Regions from separate parts of the Ovis aries genome. Here all the other regions are linked to region 2. A link is a contact called in public Hi-C data. All regions are on one chromosome and are shown on one strand. The core of a region is the stretch at or near the end of the contact, and the rest is flanking DNA. Distances in the headings are between cores, read along the strand shown. Region 1 overlaps LOC105602212 (a long non-coding RNA gene). Region 2 has its middle 180 kb from the start of SORL1. Region 3 overlaps LOC105602212 (a long non-coding RNA gene).

Region 1 (2,747 bases), core at 154-2,653, 620 kb after region 2:
CCAGTTTTTTGAAAGTAAGTGTATCACTTAGCATCTCTGTAAATATTTGACTCATCAGCCAGTTGGTGGAGATGAAGAGGAGAGTACATTAACATCCAGGAAAAGATAGCTTTTAAAATTAAGTGATGAAAGGCAGGTAAATCCCTAGTGAAAAACCTGCAGAATAGCAATGGTAATACCTTATAACGAGATCACACTGTAGAATTACAGACTTTCCAGGGGTTCAGGTATGATCTTAGGAGTGCCTTACATCTATCTTGGGTGTCCCTACATGAAGGGGTACAGGAAGGAAGGGGAGTAGTGACTCCACCTGACAGATGGGGAAGAGATGGCTCAGTGGAATCAAAGGATTTGTCCTGGTCTACACTGCCTTCCTCGTACACCACAGTCATCTGGAAAACCCCAGGAAAGAGTGAATGTGTCCATAGGTATCAAAGCCAAGCTCGGCAGCCTTCATAGGTTGCTTGAACCAGCCTGACTCAGAATGCAGAACCCAGCCTCCCATATGAGACACTTCTGTGAATAACAAGCGGACTGGAAAGAACGTTGTCAGGGAATATGATGATGGGATTATAAAAACAACCTCTTATTTGCTTCTTCCAAGCGTATTTGGTCTGATCATGTGCCTAAGGCATGGTATGACATTGACCTGGGCAGCACAGTGTCCAGGACACAGAAAAATCACTTGTCCAGGGAGCCAAGCAGACACCATCAATCATTATCCGCGTGTTTGAAAAATAGAAAAATGCAGCCGAGGCTGCGAAAAGGAACATTTGAAGGTGGCTGGAAGCGAAAGAACACAAAGTTTCCTACTTATCTGTCAAAGATATACATATACACAGATACACATATGCACTTAGACACACATACACATGCTCACACAGGTTCTTTCAAAGCCCAGTAGGAAAATATCCCACTGAGAGTAGGAAGGGTACATTCACTGATTAATTAGTACTAATGCCATCTTTTATTTAGCTAGCAATTATAATCTATTAAGAGCATTTATTCACATTATCGTACTTACTCAATCCTCAGAAAAATCCTATAAGGCTCATCAGTAATATATTATTATCTCCCTTTATAGGCAAGGAAAATGAAGACCCTGAGGTTTCCTTGCTTAAGTGAATCTCACTAAGTGGCAGAATGAGAACTTGCCTCCTAGTCATTCTCGAGAGTAACTGTGGGCATTGGAAGCATGGAGAGAAAGCCCGAGACAGTGGTTCCAGGTGGAGAGAACCTGAACACACCATCAGGCAAGGAATCCTCCTGGTTTAGGTAGAAAAGCCGGAGTAGGTGTGGCTCGATGACACACAACCCAAATGGTTAGAGAGACTCCCAGGCACACCTACTCACTTTGAAATTTCTTGTGCAACTGAGCCTTCACTCTCAAACTCCCAGCCTCTGATGTCCTATAAAGTTTCTAGGGCAGCCGAGCTGGAACCAACTTCAAATAAAGTCTCTGAGTCAGCCCCCAAACCCTCCCTCTCCGGCTCCAAGGTCACCCTTTTGCATCACTTTTTCTTCTGCACTCTTTTGGGGCTCCTCCCTCACTCTCCCTCAACCTCTCAGGTCCTGTCTGCACTGCTCGTCCTCCATCCCTCCAGTCCGTCCACTTTTCCCACCTTCAGGGGCTCTGGGCCCCCGGCGCCCCTCTGTCAACCCCTCCCAGGTACCTACCTGGGCTTTGCAGCCCCAGGCGCATCCCGGCTGCCCCTCGGCTTCCACGGTTCTCTGTCTGAAGCTGCCTGATGCCGCCGGCCTCCATCCAGGGCCTGGGAGCCATGAAAGTCCTCAAGTTCTTTGTTACTTTTCCTCCTTAGCTGATGATGCTAGGTAAAGAACAACAAACCAGGAAAAAAATGGCAGATCAGCTGTGGTTCTCACCCGCAGCCTCCAAAAGTGTCAGCTCAGGCCCCCACATTACAACAAAGGAATCTAACAGTTGGGTTCGGGGAAAATCAGCTAGAGGACAGGAGGAGAAAACTTCAGCGCTTCCCAAATTCCGCTGCCCTCCGGGGGCTCCCCCTTGTGGAAGATGCGGGGCATGGCAAGGCGGTACCCAGCCAGGCCAGGGCCTCCTGGAGGAGCAGGGAGAGGTGTGCACACGCCCCTGGGGCGTGCCCCTGCCCGGGGCTGTGGAGACCCGTTCCAGCCACAAGTAACAGCCCCAGTGTGAGCTGCAGGGTCGGGGTCCTCCGCAACTGACCAGAGAAACAGTCTGGGGAGGCAGAGTTCCCAGTGCCTGGGGGTCTCCGGTCCAGGTGAGTACGGCATGAGTCATGAGCTTGCACAGTTTATGCTCTGTGTGGACATGGTGATTGGCCACCATTTGCCTCCGTTTCATGTCCAATTCCCTCACCGGCCCTAACAGATCATAAAGTCGGATATTCACACCGGGCTCTTCCGGGGAGAGGGGCGTGATGTCCGCCATCTGAGGAGAGGAGGATGGTCCAGGCTCCTGGACTCGCACCAGTGTTGACACCTGGCCTTTTGGAGTCCTGGCAACTTCCTGCTCCCCACCTTGATGGAAACAGACTGTTGTGTTCAGTGTCTTTCTCTGGAGAGATTCCATCTCATTCATTCCCACTTACCCTGGCAGGCAAGTAGAGGTGAACATGAAAGCATTAGTCGCTCAGTCTTGTCTGACTCTTTTGTGACCCCAGGGACTGGAGCCTGCCAGGCTCCTCTGTCCATGGGATTCTACAGGCAAGAATACTGAAGTGGGTTGCCATGCCCTTCTCCAGGGA
Region 2 (2,700 bases), core at 87-2,586:
GTCTACACAAGGAATGACCAGGAGAACCGGACTTCTCAGAATTGCCCCCAAACACTGAGAAAAAGTTAACTGAGGGTCTGGAATCCCCTCCCCTCTCTGAACTCACAGCTGTCATTGTCTTGGATGCTCACTCGACATTAAACACACATCTTCCTCTGACATATTTGTATTGTTTTAAAAACTGTATGACAGATAGTTGTGCTGAGTGAGTGAGTGCCGGGCACCTAGCAGGCAGGCAGTAAATATTTGCTGAACAGTGAAAAAATGCGGTGGCTTGGCTGTCGGTATGGCTTCTATTCAGAGCCCATCCCCAGTGCTCCATTCATACTGGGCTGGGTGAATTTCTCGTTTAAGGGTTGATCGTGCCTGGCCGGACCAGGACGGTCTCTGAGCATGCAGAGTGCAAGCCACCGTGGCAGCAAAGAGGGACGGCTGGGGGGAAACACATCTGGGAGTTCTCCTAGAGGCGAGGTGCAGTTCCTTTGTTCTGGCAGGTTTCAGCCAGAAGGAACAGCAAATTTTACTGTCTGCAAACCACCAACGAGCTTATTCCCTTCCCCCTTCACCTCCTTCCTTCCCAACCTGGGAATTCATTTGCTGCTTCTCTTTCCTCCTCTTCTACCCCAGAGCAGTCCCCAGGGACAAAGCTCTTTGTTGTGAACACTCCAGGGCAATATGGAATTGCAAGGTCTCTAGGGCAAAATCAAGGCTGTCCGCCAAGGAGAGTGATCGCTGAGCCCGAGACCCCCGCCTCCCCCCTCCACCTGTTGATCTCCCCCCTTCCGGGGGTGAGCAACAACCCGCATTGTGCTTGGCATGCATGCGCTTCGACACCAGGCTCAGCAGATGGCGCTGGTGAGCAAAGCCCATCCCTTCTCTCCCCCGCCCCTCCCCACCACCAGAGCCTCCCTGGTCTAAAGCGAAAACAGATGTTTTCATCATTTCTGGATCTGGCATGTGACTTGCAGTTCAGCAGTGTGCCGACATAACCCAGAGTTGTGCGTTCCCTTCATCCCCCGCAAAATAAAAATTCTGACTTGAATGAGCCTTCCTCCTAAGTGAGCCACTGACACAAGGTCTGTTGAATCCAAGGGCACATGGCTCCATCTGCAACTGCCTCTGTAGCCAGTCCTGGTTCTATAATTGGGAGACTGCCCCCCGCCCCTCGCCCCAGCACAAAGCCAGGGCGGCAAGCCTAGCTATCTTTACACCAAGGGCTGGGGAGAGGCGCTAGTTTTTTTTAAAATAGCCTTGGTCTGGCTGGCTGGGGACCGTGTGCGTGGGAGCCAGTGCATCCAGAACAAAACAGGAAGGCCGGGGCGGCGCGCCCTGTTCCCCGAACCCCCGGCAGGTGGCAGCATCGGCCCGGCCTGGTCTCTGCCGCTGGCCGGCCCCGAAGCCGGGCCCTGTTACTTTCGGTGGCCTCAAAATTATTAGTTCCAGATGAGTTCTTGCAATTGTAATATTTGGTTTAACCCAATCTGCCCGATTGCGTCAGCACACGTTCAAATACAGCCGTCTGAAGTCTAACCAGACATCAGAGGCATGTTTCAGGGGGTGTCAACATTCCTTACCCTTTGAAAGAATTAAAAAAAAAAAAAAACCCACGCACACAAAAACCCAGAGGTTGATTTATCCCCCAAATGAAAGAAGGGTGAGCCGCCTGGGGCTGAGGTGGCTGAGAGGGACAGAACAGGGGAAATTCGGGGAAGGCGTAACAATAGAACTTTGTGGGTCGAAGTCTGCAAGAATGGAACTGGATTTATTTGTTGAACTAGGAAGGGACCTCTGGGCTCTTTGAAGGTTAGAGCAAATAAGCAGAACTGGTGGGCATCTGGTTTTCTAAGAGAAGAGCCCTTCGAATCACGTAGCCGCTATTGTGAGACACAAAACCCAACTATCGGCCTGTGGCTGGGCCTCTGCGTACTCTTGGCCTGGCCGATCAGGAAGGGGGCCGGCATGGTGGGGGGCTTGGGGGGGTCTGTATTTTAACACACAGCTGTGAGGGGCACCCCAGTCACCAACTCAGGACACAGACTGGGTTGCCTGAGGACACCAGCCAAAGGGCCTGGAGGACCCAGTTAGAAAACGCAGCACGGCCTGAAGGCGTCTGGCCAGGGGACCTGCCAAAGGCCTCAAGTGTCTTGTAAACAGCCCTGCTGCACTCGGTCACTGCCATACCCTGGAGACACTGTCAAGCACCCCGGATGCCGGGCACCTGCTCTGGGGGTCTCGGGTTTTATCGGCAGGTCAGTTGAGGCTTAGACTTACTGAGCCCCGGGGCAGAGTAGCACGTGTGGCAAGGCAGCTCAGGAATCCTGCTCTGATGACCGGACAGGAAAGGGTGTCTTGCTTCCCTTACTGGAGATGGAATAGCCTGGGCTTAGGAGGCAACCTCTGTCGGGCAGTCCTCCTCCTCCCGCCTGTACCCTACTTTTCAATCCGTGCTCAGATTCTTCAAGTACCTCTTTCAAGGGTGCAGAGAGCTTCCTGCTAGCCGACTACGGAGAGCCTGGCCATTCCCTGCAGGCCTCAGGCTCGACACGCTCCTGATCAAAAGCCAGCAATCGTCTGGCAGATGCTGCATGTCCTGCGTGTCGGAAGCTGGTGGCTGGTGCTGGCGGCAGGCAGGCTGATCGGCCATCTTGTTAGATGTGGCTGGAACCTGGGTCCTCCCTCCCCACTCCCAGCGGCCACCTC
Region 3 (2,700 bases), core at 89-2,588, 520 kb after region 2:
TATAATGCCAGGCTCTGTAAAGACCGAGGAAGGGAGGGAGGTAGCTGATGATGCAGGTTTCTTCCAAGTTGATATTTTTAAAAGGTAGTTTCTTTGTGCTCAACTCAGGATATTGTGCTTTGTCTCTGTGAGACCTGCAGAAGCACAGATGGATGCCAAGGAAAAGAAGAAAAAGCACAAACAGGAAGAAGATGCAGAGAGAGGAAGAAGGGAGAGGAAGAGAGAGGAAAGCAGAACAAATCAAGGCAAAAAGGGAAAGACCTACAATCATAGTGCTGGGTTTCCTTTTTTTTTTTTGTCATTACTGGGAAGGAGAAAGAGATGGCTGGCAGGGATTGGAGACTGGGTTAGAATCTTTTTCAGATTTGGCTAATAGGGTGTTTGCACTACACTGATGCAGAAAAAGAAACATGCTAGAATAATCATAAAGGGTGGAGCTGTCAAAAAAAAAAATCTTTGACTCACTGGGTGCCTCCCTGTAACACCAAAATGAATCATTCCTAAGGAGAATCATCAATTGTCTTAGTGTCCTCATATATGAAGTCCAGATTATGGGAATCACGATTGTGATCATCTTCACGAAGGAAAGGTAGACAGAGAATGACATTTCCTGAGCTTCTCCAAAACCTCCGAATATTTGCAGCAATGGCTCAGCATGATTTTCACACACTGAGCTAATCTAGCCCCGTCTGTATTCACTCTGTTTACCAAGATACACAAATATGTAACTTACAAAAGTTTTGCTATGAACACATCATTTTCTCTATACAACTCAGCGATGTCTTTAGAGGATACTTATTTCAAGCAGTTAACACCTGACCCCAATTTCTGTGGGTAATTAGTGAGCTAGATAACCACACAAAGTGGGTAATTATTTAGTACCCAAGGGTACGCTAGAAGTGGGTAGTGGTTTTGTTAACAAAAGCACATCTCTAATTATTGTATCTATGATGGGTGTCTCAAAAATATCAGTTACTGTATCAAGTGAACCATGATAAATAAGTGAACTATTTTGCTGTCCTTAGCATATGTATGTGGGGGTGTGTGTGTGTGTGCACGAGCACGTGTGTGTGTATATTCTATTATGGTTAGTAATATTTACCACTCCTGGATGGGGTGTTGTGAAGATTAATTAGTAACATCTGTAAGACTCTCAGAGATGCAATGTGCTAAGGAACTTCTAAATACAGTATTACTACTGCTCTTACTATGTTGATGAATAATCCCAGGATGGAAGAAGCTAAGGGAGTTGATTTCAGTTGGATTGAAAATATGCTGAGATCACAAACATGATGAGTTTGATCACGGGGAGTGGTCTCTGACCTGATGGAGCACAACACAGGCAGTAAGGGAAAAGAAAGGTGGATGCCGTTTCACTGGCAGTCTCAGGAAGGATCAGAGGAGCCAGGGTGGGAGGGGAGGAGCAGGAGGCAGGAGTCAGAGATGGGCCGGGAAGGAAGCTGAATCAGGCGGACCACACCCTCATTCCAAACTCGGTCTGTGCTTCCCTTTGATGAGCAGCAAATAGGCACAAAAATCCCCAAAGACATCCATGCCAGTCCTGGGACAAATTCATCATCATTACAATCAATCAGCCAGCTATGTAGTGTTTCTTCTAGGGAAGAATCATCAGTGCAAATCATTTTTACAAATGCAGATACATTTCCAAATATTACAGTACTGCGAACAGGCACACACAGATCAACTTCAGATATCTTTAACTCAGGCTACGAGCAGCAACGGAGAAGCACTTTCTAATGCAATTGCTTTTATGAATCACCCGCAGGATGGGAAGGGGATATGATTAATTTCTGCAGAGGAAGAAAGAAAAAAAGAGAGAGAGGAGAGAAAAAGAAGAAAAGAAAAGCCCATTGCTTTCAAGGACCCTAAATCTGGAGAGCAATCAAACATTGAAAACAAGCAACAACAAGAACTTACTGCTTCTTTCTCTGTAAACGTCCGTCTCTTTGCCCCGTGTCTGGCTGAGGCAGGACAGAGAAGAGGCCTCTGGGATCCAAATCTTCAAGTAGGCTCACCACATTTTTTCTTTCAAAGCAAGGTTGTCTTGGGGATTAACCCTAGGAGTCTGGGAGAGGTGAAGCATGTTGGGAGGATGATGGGAAATATACAAGGATATTGTGTTCAGCCCAGTTTACCGCCTCCAGGGAACAGGAAAGGGAAAGGGCCCCATGAGTCGGCCAACAGGTACCACTGCTGAAATCTCTGCTTGGACGGCCTCCGGGACACGTGTTCATGCTCTGATTGGAGGCCAGCGGTGTGATGAGCACACTGTAAGAGTTTGGGAGCAGAGGGAAAATTTCTCCAGAAGCCACCCAAGCCAGGCTTCTGACCTGAAACCCAGTATTTGTTACCCCCTCTCTGAACTCAGAACTACAAAGGCGGCCTGGCATTCTCCAACCCGCCCAGCTCCTTTCAAACCCACAGACTGTGCCAGACTGGCCCCACCTCCCACTGCAGCAAATTCTGTATCCCAGCTCCATGCTGCATTGTAGGGAGCCAGATTTCTGCTTTGTCTTACCTGGCCTTCCCCTCTGCCACTGCCCCTGGCTCGCAGTTCCTGGCATGGTTTCACAGGCCCCAATAGTTGCTCTCCCTCTCCCCCACCATCATTTTAAGCACATCTAGTTTTCCACTCCTCAGATTTTTAGGAGGTCTCAAATCCTTTTACGTCTTACAACT

The links. A called contact is a pair of places that touch in the nucleus more often than the background predicts.
Region 1: a contact with region 2 is called in a Hi-C map of hypothalamus, with 6 times the contacts expected there. The contact joins two enhancer-like sites. A contact is called at or near these places in 9 of 16 Hi-C or Micro-C datasets (blood, hypothalamus, liver and 5 more).
Region 3: a contact with region 2 is called in a Hi-C map of tail adipose tissue, with 17 times the contacts expected there. The contact joins two enhancer-like sites. A contact is called at or near these places in 7 of 16 Hi-C or Micro-C datasets (hypothalamus, muscle, omental adipose tissue and 3 more).

What each region holds. Positions count from the first base shown.
Region 1 is chr15:32,602,933-32,605,679 of ARS-UI_Ramb_v3.0, forward strand. LOC105602212 (a long non-coding RNA gene) reads right to left here. Exons shown (of 6, transcript XR_009596614.1): 3 at 1,678-1,829. Among named protein-coding and RNA genes, the nearest start is that of TRNAC-ACA, 58 kb to the left of the region's middle. Within about 2 kb of position 1,404, at least 20 of the 54 cell types and tissues checked have an H3K27ac peak or open chromatin away from gene starts, as enhancers often do. A contact at or near this core is called in hypothalamus, where this site is marked.
Region 2 is chr15:31,983,420-31,986,119 of ARS-UI_Ramb_v3.0, forward strand. No RefSeq gene overlaps it. Among named protein-coding and RNA genes, the nearest start is that of SORL1, 180 kb to the left of the region's middle. Within about 2 kb of position 1,337, at least 29 of the 54 cell types and tissues checked have an H3K27ac peak or open chromatin away from gene starts, as enhancers often do. A contact at or near this core is called in hypothalamus, where this site is marked.
Region 3 is chr15:32,504,318-32,507,017 of ARS-UI_Ramb_v3.0, forward strand. LOC105602212 (a long non-coding RNA gene) reads right to left here. Exons shown (of 6, transcript XR_009596614.1): 5 at 1-2,289. Among named protein-coding and RNA genes, the nearest start is that of MIR125B, 4.7 kb to the left of the region's middle. Within about 2 kb of position 1,339, at least 1 of the 54 cell types and tissues checked has an H3K27ac peak or open chromatin away from gene starts, as enhancers often do.